Linked DNA regions of Mus musculus: region 1 is linked to region 2. A link is a contact called in public HiChIP or PLAC-seq data. All regions are on one chromosome and are shown on one strand. Each heading gives the region's core, a stretch centred on a gene start, on an enhancer-like site or on the middle of the called end of the contact. The rest is flanking DNA. Distances are from core to core; before and after follow the strand shown. Region 1 holds the start of Mlycd (malonyl-CoA decarboxylase). Region 2 holds the start of Cotl1 (coactosin-like 1 (Dictyostelium)).

What was found. HiChIP or PLAC-seq counts read pairs in DNA pulled down with a chosen protein or histone mark.
Region 1: a FOXA1 HiChIP or PLAC-seq map of pancreatic cancer cells shows a contact between it and region 2. The contact joins the promoter of Mlycd here to the promoter of Cotl1 in region 2. A contact is called at or near these places in 5 of 39 promoter capture datasets (cranial neural crest, embryonic stem cells, hippocampal neurons and 2 more), 2 of 115 datasets of contacts at active chromatin or transcription factors (embryonic stem cells and pancreatic cancer cells) and 2 of 9 other capture datasets (adipose tissue and embryonic stem cells).

Annotation. Positions count from the first base shown.
Region 1 is chr8:119,389,470-119,396,171 of GRCm38.p6, forward strand. It overlaps Mlycd (malonyl-CoA decarboxylase), which reads left to right and starts at 5,425. Exons shown (of 5, transcript NM_019966.3): 1 at 5,425-6,001. The coding sequence starts at 5,477.
Region 2 is chr8:119,838,826-119,845,649 of GRCm38.p6, forward strand. Cotl1 (coactosin-like 1 (Dictyostelium)) reads right to left here and starts at 1,754. Exons shown (of 4, transcript NM_028071.3): 1 at 1,499-1,754; 2 at 1,317-1,399. The coding sequence starts at 1,575.

The DNA of each region.
Region 1 (6,702 bases), core at 4,175-6,674, 450 kb before region 2:
AGGATGAAGCCACAGGTGTGCACTATGATAAGGAAAGCCATAGGAAACTGTTGCTTTGAACTTATAATGAGCATATTAGAATGAAACACTGCTTTGGACTTAATAGCAACATCCTCTGTAACTCCCATTCTGTGTAACATTTTATCTCTGGGGTCATTTTCTAAAGAACTTTTTGTCTAAGAAGGAATAAAAAATCCAGAGAAGAGAAAGTTGTTGTTTGGATGGTTTGGCTTGGGGAGTTTGTCCCATCTACCCATCCTTCCATCTAAATGTATATGTCCGTGTGTCTATATGTGTATAATATGTAAACATGTATGAATACTTGTGGAGTTGATTTTGGCAGACGGTCAGGTCCGGCCAGAGTGTAGGAATGTTTGAATGTGTATGTGTCTGTGCATATTTGCCTGTTTAAATCATCTTAGTTCTTTTCATTTCATTCCTCTCTGGTTTACAAAGAGTTAACTGGCTTAGCCAGAGAGGCTTCTGGCTGGTTCACCAGAGAAAGAAGCACCAGCAAATCTTCTCACTTAATTCCCTGCTGCTGAACAGTAGGTGTTAATTGCCAGATATTAGCACCCATTAAAACACAAGTAATAAAGACTTAAGAAAAAGTTTTTAGTGCTTAATGGAGCACAGAACCGGAAGAAAGAGAGTGGAGTTCTTAGCACAGAACAGTAAGAATTAAGCATAAAGAGTTAAATAAAGGGCAGATGGTTATAATGTTTAATAATGCACAGAGTTAAAGAGAAAGATGCCAGCATTTTAAAACTATAGAATATGCAAGAAAGTTTCTAGAGTCTTTTAGAAGGTATCAGCGAGCATTTAGTCTAGTTAGAGAGCCCAGGGTAGGGCATTGGTGAAGGTGCAGCCTTGGTTGAAATTAATGGCCCAGGACTGAAGGGGTCATGCAAAGAAGTTGGGGCTTGGCACCATGAAGAGGGCCTATGAGAGGCTACTGATGAAGTCTAGTTGCAGCAGAAGACCCCAGTGTATTGGAGATGCCAGAACCCAGTACCATGGGATCAAGACCCCAAGAAGAGCAGCAGCAGTGGAGTGGAGTCAACCAGAGCCTAGAGTGCTACAGAGGGCAGAGCTGGAGAAGTGACGCCAGCCCTTCAGAGGAGCCCAGAAGACCAGGTGTGGGTCCCAGACATTAGAACAAGAAACTGTGAAGTTGAAGTTCACTTGGAGACCCCAAGATGTTAAAGATGCCAGGGCTGTGGGATACCTACCAAGAAAAACTGCTCACAGGGAGTGGAGCCAGCCCAGGAGAAAGAAGTTTGTTGCAATCAACAAAGATGAAAAAGGAGTTGGAGATCTGAAGACCGCTTTGACATCAGCTGTGGAGATGCAGAGTTTGGAGTTTGCCCCACTGATTTCCTGTCTTGCTTTGGGGATTACAGTTCAGTGATTGGATGGATCTCAAAAGAAACTTTGAACTTTAGACTTTTAACATCGTTGAGACTACTATAGACTATGTGGGAACTTTGGAAGTTGGATTAATGTATTCTTTTTATTATGCTATGGCTATGTATGGCCCCCATAAACTCATGTGTTTGAACAAGCCTATGGGGGACAGGGAGTGAAATGTGGTAGTTTAAATAGGCTTGGCCCAGGGAGTAGCACTATTTGGAGGTGTGACCTTGTTGAAGGAAGTGTGTCATTGTGGGTATGGGCTTTAAGACCCTCCTCTTAACCATGTGGAAGCCAGTCTTCTCCTAGGGGTCTTCATATGAAGATGTAGAACTCTCAGCTCCTCCTGCACCATGCCTGCCTGGAAGCTGCCATGTTCCCATCTTGCTGATAATAGACTGAACCTCTGAACCTGTAAGCCAGCCCCAATTAAATTTTGTCCATACAAGAGTTGCCATGGTCATGGTGTCTCTTCACAGCAGTAAAACCCTAACTAAAACACTCTCTGTGTTTCCCTCAACAGTGTATACAAACCTCGCATACAAGCAAATACTCAGCATGGAGAGCCATGGGACAGATGAAGTCCTGGCTGGGTGAGGCAGGCCCTGGTTCAAGTTCTAACACAAACTGCAGTCTCAGTGTTGTCTAGGGATTCTGACTGTATCTGTTCACCCACTGGGAGCACTCGGGAAAGTCCCCGTTTCTCTCTGGGCTTGTGTTCCAGTCTCCATCCCATTGGAACACAACATAACAGGCCTCACTGTGAAAGGTTATCGTAACATTAAATGTGCAAGAACTGTAGGAGGCTCGCATCTAGCACATGCTGAAGTGGTTCACGTATGTACGTACATGTAGGTGCTTCGTGTGTGTAAATACAGAAAGGGCTCAACTGCTTTGTGCATTTGTCTCTTCATGGCTGCTCAAGTAAGTTACTGACAACTGTGACTGCAGAACAGAAGGCACCACCCCCTGTTTTAAAGTACTTTCCTTTTTTTTTTTAAGATTTATTTATTTATTATATGTAAGTACACTGTAGCTGTCTTCAGATGCACCAGAAGAGGGCATCAGATCCCATTACAGATGGTTGTGAGTCACCATGTGGTTGCTGGGATTAGAACTCAGGACCTTCGGAAGAGCAGTCAGTGCTCTTAACTGCTGAGCCATCTCTCCAGCCCCCTAAGGTCTTTTTAAAAACTGATAGTCGGGCTGGTGAGATGGCTCAGTGGGTAAGAGCACCCGACTGCTCTTCCGAAGGTCCAGAGTTCAAATCCCAGCAACCACATGGTGGCTCACAACCATCTGTAACAAGATCTGACGCCCTCTTCTGGAGTGTCTGAGGACAGCTACAGTGTACTTACATATAATAAATAAATAAATCTTAAAAAAAAAAAAAAGTTGTTTTAAAAAAAAAACTGATAGTCAAATTCTCTCTTGTCGCGCCCACCGCGGCCGGCAAGGAAGACACAACACTGTCGGATTCTTCTCAACAGCCTTTATTGCAGGAACTCCTCGATGCTGCTACGGGGACCCCGGGAGCCCAGGGAGGTCTGCTTATATACTCTCAGCCCCCAACCACTCATGGCAGGCCATGCCACCTCACCAGGCACGCAACTTCAGCCAATCAGGGTGGCAGGGGCATGTTTCCACCAAATATGGACTTTTTTCCACTGCCAGCATCATGGTGCACCTGTGCAGCTCTCACGATGGTCGTGGCTTATTTTCAGGTGTATGAGGAAGTCAGGTGCAAGTCATAAGACTTAGCTGCAGTCCCCGGGTGCCATCTTGGGACTGCTGCCACACCCGCTCCTCACACTTTCTGCTTTGGAGGCATCAAAATGCAAAGGAAGGGAGAGAGAGAGAGAGAGAGACAGACAGACAGACAGACAGACAGACTGGATGGGCTGGAGAGAGAGAGAGAACTTGGAAGCTAGCTCTGTGTGTTAGACTAGAGTGCCCGGCTGCTGAACAAGTGAACAGCGTGTATGCATAAAGGAACGTGGGGGGGGGGGACACACTCAGCAGGAAGAGTGGAGAGTAGGCTCGAGGGAGCACGCCTGAGTGTGTAAAAAGTGCTGTGTGGATCCTAGTGAGGTGTGACAGGAGCCACAGAAGCAGTGGGCCAGATAGAGGCTGAAATCGGTGACATTTGGATACTGCAGTGGAGGGCAGGGCAGGAGAGTTTTGGGGGTATTTTTGTTTTTCCGAGACAGGGTTTCTCTGTGTAGTCCCAGCTGTCCTGGAACCCACTCTGTAGACCAGGCTGGCCTGAACTCAGAAATCCACCTGCCTCTGCCTCCCAAGTGCTGGGATTAAAGGTGTGCGCCATCACACCCGGCTGGCAGGAGAGTTATAAGTCATGTGTTTGAGCTAGAAGAATAGACCTGGTGGCTTGCATTGTTCATGGTCCATAACCAGTGTCTGCTCTCGCATGATAGGCTGTTCCTGGATATCCTACCCACTATGGCAAACTCTTCCAAAAGGGCAGGTCCCAGCATCCACGGGCAGGCCTGAGGTGCTGTGGTACTAAAGACAGAGGCAGATGAAGAATGGAAGGGTACAGTTTATTGGAGAACTTACTCAAATGTATAGTCTTGGTAGACAGCAAAGCCAAACTGGATCCTACCACATGGGTCAGAAAGAGAGTCACAGACTCGAGTTAGGATAAAGTGACTTTCCCCCTAGCTGGAAGGCACGTGGTCCATCTTAAGTTCTTATCAAAGAGCCAGGTACAGGTTGGAGCCTGGATCCGGTTGTAAGGTCCCAGACGTCATTCTTGGGATTTGGTCTATCGATAGTTTGAAGAGAAACCATGCACCAAAAAATGAACTGTGGTTTCTCTAGGACAGTCACAACAGTCTGGATCCAAGATGACTGTCATCATATCAAGCTGAATCCATACAGAGCCTACTCTACCAGTCTGATTCCTTTTTGCAGTTATTTTAATGTGACTCCCTCCCTCAGATGGTAAACTGAAGGAGAATGAGCAGGGCTATTTCAAATGCAAGCCTAGGGTGGGCCTGGAACTCACCAAACAATTGAAAATCATTTCACTGAAAGAATGAATGAATGAATGAATGAATGAGGCCCAGCAAGGAAGCTGGTAGGGAAGAGATTCTTCCTATACCCATTTCCGGCATGACCAGACGGAAGCTCTAGGATGCAGCAGGAGGCATGGGCTGGGTCTCCAGCAGTTCTGTCTGGGTGGGATTCTTGACATGAGCCAGAGAGTACCTAGGGAGGGTCTGTTGGGAGAGACCCTGTTCTACTGTCCGCGGGTCGGGACAGGGTCAAAATGTCAAGTCAGAGAATTACTCTGAGAATTACATGCTTGGTGTGTACATGTGCATATACATTTCCTTGTACACACGTGTGGGGGTGCACGTATGTACATGTGTGGTTCTGGAAGCCAGAAGACACCTCGAGTGATGGCGCTACCCGCATACTTTTTGTTTGGTTGGTTTGGAGATAGGGTCTCTGGCTGACCTAGACTTACCTTGTTATCTGGACTGGCTGGCTCTTGTCCACCTCCCTGAGCTAGGACTACAAGCGTTTTCCCATGGGTTCTGGATATGAACTCAAGTTCTCAATCACTTTATCAAATGAGCCATCCCCATTCCTAGGAGACCTAGTCCAGCATGCAACCTTAAATTTCTCAGCTCCTCACCTACGCTAGATCCGAACCCTAGCACAGGAGGCTGCGTGCATAGCACGGTCCCGGGAAGAGCTGAGATGTCAAGCTCTCAGATCAAGAGAAGCGCGTGCGTAGTGGGGAAAGGGACTGAGGCGGTGACTCTCAGAACAGGTGTAAGGATGCAAGCCAAGAGGGCGAGTCAGGTGCCCCGGGGCTACCGGGTTCCGGGGACCTTTGGCTGCACTTGGCCTCCGGCCTGAGAAAGCCACCTCGCCCCTCCCCCGCCGTTCTACCCCCCGATTGGCCAATGTCTCCGTCCGCCGTCCGGCCTCGGCCAATGGGGCCGGCGAGAAACCGGAAGCCGGAGCCGGAAGCGAGGCAGAGGCCCGCTCTCCAGTGGCGTCTCCCGCTAGCAGCTGTCGCGGAGCTGTCATGCGAGGCCTCGGGCCAGGCTTGAGGGCTCGGCGCCTGCTCCCACTGCGGTCCCCGCCGCGGCCTCCGGGGCCCCGGGGACGTCGGCTGTGCGGCGGGCTCGCGGCCAGCGCCATGGACGAGCTGCTGCGGCGAGCCGTGCCCCCGACGCCGGCCTACGAGCTGCGCGAGAAGACGCCGGCGCCCGCCGAGGGCCAGTGCGCCGACTTCGTGAGCTTCTACGGCGGCCTGGCCGAGGCGTCCCAGCGCGCCGAGCTGCTCGGCCGCCTGGCTCAGGGCTTCGGCGTGGACCACGGCCAGGTGGCCGAGCAGAGCGCCGGGGTGCTGCAGCTGCGCCAGCAGGCGCGCGAGGCGGCCGTGCTGCTGCAGGCGGAGGACCGGTTGCGCTACGCGCTCGTGCCGCGGTATCGCGGCCTCTTCCATCACATCAGCAAGCTGGACGGCGGCGTGCGCTTCTTGGTGCAGCTGCGGGCCGATCTGCTGGAGGCGCAGGCCCTCAAGCTGGTGGAGGGGCCGCACGTCCGGGTAAGGCCCCGCCCGGGCCACCGCGACCCCGGGGCCGCCGCCCCCCGCCACCGCCCCGGGGCCCTGCCCACTTCCCACTCCCCACTCCCCAGACCCTTACCCATGCCCCTGCAGCCACCTCGCCGGCCTCAGATACCACGGTGCTTACTGCGTGGTTCGTAGCACTATCCTCGGGGGTCACTGTCGGGTGTGACACCCATTGCGCTTACTCCAAAATAGCTCTAGTTTTAACTGCGCTGTTCTTGAACAAGGATGGAACACGGCTTTGGGCAAAGTTTGGGCACCTCCCACGAACGTCCATCACCCTAACAGGTTACACGAAATGCACAAACATGGCCAAAAGTCAAGGTCACCACCGCCTGGGTCTCTAAAGCCTCCAGTCCTCTTTCTGCAATCTGACTTTGGACAAGAGATTTGATTCCAAACCCCCAGCCCCAGACGCAGTGATCCTAAGTTGACTTTTTAGTACCTGTGCTAGTCAGCAGCTTACCCAGCGATATCATGTAGCGTACAGATAACGGAGGTGTATATAGCTGAGACCCAAAGGATTGTCTAGCATAGCTGCCAGCCATTAATATTCAATAAAGAGGAGCATTGACCCTGAGTTCATACACAATGATATCACCATTTCAGAAGTCCCCAGTGTTCAAAGCCTCATCTGCTTTTTTCCTGACCTGCTTGAAACAGGCATGGCCATTTTT
Region 2 (6,824 bases), core at 504-3,003:
CTGGCTTTTAAATTTTTTTTTGGTCTGCTTGTCACCAATGACTGACCAGCACTGTCCTGAACACTTACACACACTTGGGATCAGTCAATCTCACAGCAGCACTACAAGAGATCAGGTGAGGAACTGTGACCCCCACCCCTACCCCCAGGGACCTGGCCCCACCCCACTCAGCTGGAAAGCAGCCCAAGAGGGATTCTAACCCACAGCCATTCCCAGGAGTCCACACCCTAGCTCCTAGGTGGCCTGCTTTTGTTTGACATTAGGTTCCAAAGCTAAGGAGACACTAGGCCCCGGGGTCTCTTACTTCCAATCTCTTTAAAGGCTCTTTTTCCGGAAGGCACGGGGGATGCCCAGCCTAGGCTGGCCTCCAATTCTCCATCCCCCTGCCTCTGTTTCCAGAATATGCTGAGCTGCTCTGCACACCAGCTCCTTTAGAGATCTCTTTACCAATGGTGTTGAGCTGTTCTACGGGAGCTGTGGCCATTCAGGCCCTGTGTTCTTTCATGGTCCACATGTCCCAGGGAAGCTTAACACACACAAACCTTAGGGTTCCCTGGGATGCTTTTAGTAAGGTCACACATCTGCTTGATTCCTCCACACCAAACCATGGAGCAATCTCAGCTCTCCATGCCCCACCCCAGCCAGTGGCCATTCGCTCCAAAGGAAACTGGCCGCTGGGACCTCGCAAGTCAGCTTCTCTTTATCCAGGCCTGGTATAGCAACATCGGATACACATTCTTGGTGCGTGTTTCTGTACTCTTCAAATTAAAGGCTTGTACAGAAGCAGATAGGGACAAAGATGGAAGGGAGAAAGGAGGGTGGGGCCCTGGGTTCTGCCTTTAGCTTGCAGCCCCCAGGGGCTTCGGCGTTTATTGTTCACTGACCAATCAGAGAGGGTGGAGTTTGAACTGCCCCTTCTGACCTGGAAACCCAGTGGACCACAGGGTGCGGGAGCGGAAGAAGCCGACTGACACTACCGGGGGAGGAATCTCCTCGGGTCACTTGATGGTGATGTCCACAGGGGTTGGGGGCAGGGTGGGGGAGGGATACACTCGGGACTTTGGAAAGCTCAGATCAGAGCTTTGCATGGCTGTGCACACCCACCCTACCAGTACTAGACGCTTGGGGCAAGAGGATGGCCAGTTGGAGGTCACCCTGGATATATAGTGAGCCCCTATCTCCAAAAACACAAAGACAAAACCAAAACAAACAAACAAACAAAGCCCCAGCCCAGATCTGCTGCTGCTTGGACGCCCAGCAGCTCGCTGCCCAGGGTGCCCACCCTCTTTCAAAAGGTCTCATGAGGGTCGCCCTACCTGTGCACTGCTGGATGAAGTGCTGGTAATCTGCTCCCTGATCGCCGGGGACAATGGTGGCGCCGTCGTATCTGAAAGTCACCCTTTGGGTTGGAGGAAGAAAAGAAACATAGGTGAGCGGCGGCGGCGAGCGGCACGAAGCAGGTCACTACTGGCTTCCCCGGCCCCGCGGCGTTGCTCACCAGATGACCGCCGAGCCGTCGTCCCGCACTAAGTTGTACGCCGCGCGACACGCCTCCTTGTCGATCTTCGTGGCCATGGCCGCCGCGAGGACACTGCCGGAACCAGTGAACGCGTCCCTGATCCGCTACGAGAGTCGAGCGGGCTCCGAGAGTGGGCAGGGGAGGTGGCCGCTCGCAACAGCAAGCTAAGGTCCTCGGAGAGAGGCCCGCGGTTACTGCAGAGCCAGAGCGCGCGCGGGGACTCCACTCCCGTGAAAGCCACGCCCCTTCGCTCCCATTGGTCAGGCGAGGCGGGGGCGGGGCGTCTCGCACATCCGGCGGCCAATCCCAGTCTGTGCGGATTGCGCAACTCCGCGGAGGGCTGGAGGGGGGCCCTTCCTCCTCGTCTTCCCTTCCTCCGCCTTCTTCCCTCCCCACTCCGTGGGCCCCAGCCCCTCGCTTCTTCCACCACCTTCTGTGTTCTCCGATCTCGCTCTCCTTCCTCCTTCCCTCTCTCCTTCCCTCCATTCCTCTCCTTCCCTTACGCCGTTGTTCTCCTCTTCTTTCAGCCTCTACCTTGTTCGCCTTCTCATCTCTCCTATTTATCCCACCCCAAGCCCCTTTTCCCTCCTCCCTAAGGCCTCCTTCCTCCTTCTCCTCTGCATCTTCCCTCGAATCTTCTTATTCTCTCTTCCTCCCTCGTTCCCTCTACCAGTGAGCTGGGCTGCAGAGCTCTCCACCCCTCCCCCTCCTTCAGAAGAATAACTTAAGTCAGCACTCAGATGAGCCAGGCTGGCCAAGGCTGGCGCCCCTAACCCAGTGTTTGTTTGCTCTTTGGATTTGGAAAGGGAAGAAGTGGAAAGAAGGAAGCATTTCATTTGGAAAGAGAATCACTGTTGACTTTGTAGCCTGGCTATCTGCAGTCACGTGGGGTGCTGGGGCGGGATGGGGCGGCATCCTTAACCCCCTTACTGGGTCATTCATTCACTACTCCTCTACCATCTGTCCTACCGGCAGGTGAAAGGCTGGCCCTGGAGGCCCAGCTCTAGAACTGCTTGTAATTCTCAGCCCCGAGCCATAGGGCAAGCTCTGAAACCTTATCAAGAGGACTGCTCTCTCCCCGTGGTAAGACGAGCCTCAGGGAGCCTCAGCAGGTGCCTTCAGCCTTAACTGAAATGATGTACAGAAACCAGGGCGGGCATCAAAAGAGGTCACTGTTGGTTTGCTATTGACTAAAACGGATCATAGACAGAAACTGAAAAGATCTGGAACATGTATAAGGGATAGGAAAACCCTTAGGCCTGAAGGTGTGGCCCAAAGAGCCAGCATCTGTGAGGTCCCAGGTTCTCTCTCTCAGTACCTCACCTTAAAAAAAAAAAAGAAAAAGTCTTGACACAGTACCTCACCAGGCAGCTCAGAACTCAAGAGGTTAAAAAAGAAGGGTTATACATTGACAACCAGGCTGGGCTGCATACTGGTTTCCAGGCCTGCCTGGGCTACAAAATAAGACCCTGTCTCAGATTAGGAGAGATGGTTTATCCTCTGCTAGAGGACTTTAGATTCTTTCTCAGTACCCATGTCTGTAATTACAGCTCCAGGGGAATCTGATGTCCTCCTCTAACCTCTGTAGGCATCTGCACACGCACACACACACACACACACACACACACACACACATGCATACACACACACTACAATCTTTAATACACACATATAACCACACTCTTTTATACATGCACACATACACACACATGTGTACACATACACATGCATACACACACACCCCACATACATATATTCGAATAAATAAGAAGCATAGTGATAGACACCCATTATCCTAGTACTTGGGAGCTGTCTGCAAGAGAATCAAGAAATTCAGGGTCATCCTGAGATGCATAGATAACTGAAGCCAGCCTGTGCTACATGAAATTATCTCAATACAAACTACACACACACACACACACACAATTGGGGCAAAGCTGCCAAGAAAAAAATACTACTTTCCTCAAAATGAAAAAAAAAAAAAAAACAAACAAAAACAAAACCCCATGAAAACTTTTTTCCACTCAAATCGCAAAGACATGTGTGACCGGCCAGGTTCAGTGGCTATCTGTGTGTGTCCCTCCCTTATGACCTTGTGAAGCAGAGGACCTCAGATGCTTTTCACCTTGTCTTGTCTTGTCAGTCAGGGTCTCTCACTGGCCTGGAGCTTACCAAGTCTGGCAGGCCATTCAACCCCAGGGCTGCAACTGCTCTCCAACCTCCCCAGTGCAGGGATTATAATAAGCAGAGCCACTGTGTGGCATTATTTCTTAAATGTGAGTTCAGGGGTTCAGATCAGGACCTCATGCTTCCATGGCAAACACCTTGATGATTAGGTTATTTTCCCCTTCGTGTGTGTGTGTGTGTGTGTGTGTGTGTGTGTGTGTGTTTTGTTTTTGTGTTTGTTTGTTTGTTTGTTTGTTTTTTGAGAAAGGGTCTCATGTAGCCCAAGCAGGCTTCCAATTTACTATGAAGCAGAGAATAACCCTGAACTGTTGGTCCAGCCTCCACCTCCCAAATGCAGGGAGTACAGGTGTGTGCCACCAGGCCAGGCCTTCAGATGACCTTAGAGACATGAAAAGGTTCCAGAGAAGGGCATCAGACCCCCTGGAACTGAAGTTGCCGGGGACTGTGAGCTGCCTGACCTGGGTACCGAGAACTGAACTTGGGTCCTCTTGAAAAGCAGCAAGGGCTTTAACCACTGAACCATCTCTCCAGCCCCTGTTGCTTGTTTCCTTGATTAGTTGGTTTGGTTTGGTTTGGGGGGTTTTGTTTTGTTTTTGTTTTTGTTTTTGTTTTTAAGACAGTGTTTCTCTGTGTAGCCCTGGCTGTCCTAGAACTCACTCTGTAGACCAGGCTGGCCTCAAACTCAGAAATCCACCTGCCTCTGCCTCCCAAGCGCTGGGATTAAAGGCGTGCACCACCACTGCCTAGCAAATATATTGTTTATTCTTAAGACATTACTACCAAAGACCCAAGAATGGTGGTACATAGACTTTAATCCCAAGACAGAGAAGGCAGACTGATCTCTGAATTGTAGGCCAGCCAAGGTTGGCTAAACCTACATAGCAAAATCCTGCCTACCTCAAAAACAAAGGAAAGGAAGGAAGAAAAAAAGGAAGGAAGGAAGGAAGGAAGGAAGGAAGGAAGGAAGGAAGGAAGGAATTACTATCAATAAAATGAAGTCAACCTTACAGCTTCTAGCTCTACCTTCTAGGCACCATGGTGTCAATCACCTAAGTGAGTAAACGGAATTAACTCCCTGGGGCGGCAACTGTTCTTTCTGCTCCTTGCTGAGGGCGCCCTCTACTGGGATGAACATGTAAAAGGTTTGTTTGCCAGGGAACCGTAATTCTAATTAGTACAAACCCCATCTGTCTGCTCAGCTAAGGAAACATCAATAAAACAACTACATACAAGATGTGCTGGGCTCTAATCCTTGACCTCAGTTGGAATCCATAGAATTTCACAACACACAAAGTAATCTGGCTGGGTGTGGTGACCTGCACCTGTAACCACAGGACCCCAGAAAAAGAGGCAGGAGACATATATTTCAGGTCAGCTGAATCTACAGAATAAGTTCCAGGACAGCCAGAGAGCTACAGAGTAAGATCTTCTGACAAAAATCAGGCTCAAAAATCTAGTCCCCAAGAGGCAGAGAATGGAGGATCAGGAGTCCAGGGTCATCCTTGGCTACACAGCCAGTTTAAGGCCAGCCTGGGCTACCTGAGACTCTGTCTCGAGACAAAAACAAGAACCAAGGGCTGGAGAGATGGCTCAGTGGTTAAGAGCACTGGTTGTTCTTTCAGAGGATCCCTGTACAATCCCCAGCACCCATTTTACGGTAAGCAATCCTTTGTAACTCCAGTGTTAGGGTTTCCGGCCCCCCTCTGGCGTCTAGAGACATCTGCACACATGGTATTCACAAACTCATGTAGACACACACACTCATACATAAATAAAACAAACAAACAAAACTTTAAAAACAAACCAGCAACATCCATTGTAATCCACTGCTGTATTTGCACCCCTGCAGAAACCTGACAGACTCATTTTCCTTGAAGCTAAAAATTGAAAGAAAAAAAGTTTCTCCTCTGCTGACCTGCCAGGTCGCATAGCACACACCCGACTTCCCCAACACCCCCCCTCACCCCACCCCCACCCCCGGCATAGCATACATCCAATTCTCCCTCCCTCGGCAAAGCATACACCCGACTCCCCCCCCCCCAGCCCCACCTTGGCATAGCATACACCCGACTCTCCCTCCCCAGGCAAATGCTGCACCTGGAGACAGGTGCCTCCCTGGGAAGAGATATTTATAGGCAGGGCTATTTATAACCTGAGCTGATCTCACCAATTGTCAACGCTTTACAAAGAGGCTCTCAGGAATGTCGGAAGGATTAAGCTGCCTAAGTGGGAACTGAAAGTACAGTCTTGGGGCTCTTGGCTGTTGGCAATGTTACTTATGTTCCACTCCGACGAAGCCCAGGGTGGAAGCCCAAGGGTTGCACAAAGGTTAAGGTTGCGTATTGGTAAGGGCTGGGCAGGCGTCAGCCCCAAGCCTACCTCAGAGTCTTTTCATGACATTTGACATGTTTATTTTATGGGTGCATGGGTGGAAGGCACGTGGGCATGCTCCAGGGTGCATATGTGGAGGTCAGAGGACAACTGTGGGAGTCAGATCTCTTCTTCCACCGTGTGGGTCCTGGGGATCAAACTCAGGTCTTCAGGCTTGGCAGCAAGCCCCCTTACTGGCTGAGCCATCTGGCAGGCCCATTTCAGATAACTTTGAAATAAAATAAATAATTTGTGTTCTCCCTGAAATGTGCCCCTCCTCCCACACACACACAAAATTTTTTTAAAGTGTAATTTCTTTTTTTTTTTTGGAGAGGAAACCATATGTCCATTTATTGGCATCACCAACCATGAACAAGACAGGTGTTTTGTTTTTGTTTTGTTTAGTTTTTCTTTTGAAATGAGGTTGATTTCAACCCCTGTAGCAGGTGCCCACATGGCTTCACTTTGAAGATACAGCTCTCTACACTTCAGGCAAGGACCATATTCCTTTTTCGCAGATTTTATGCAGCTGTGGGAAGTCTCCTTGCCATTTGCTTTGAAGCCTGTCTTTGAGGAATCCTTTACATAGATCTAGTAGAATCCGACGTGGCAGAGTCCCACCTGCTGCCGGCACATTATCATAACATCTAAAGAGGGGCATGGTGAGATGACTCCTAGGATGCTATGATATTGGGGGCTCAGCCAGCTGCAGGATGGTCAGACCTGAGCAGAAGATATGGGGGTTTTT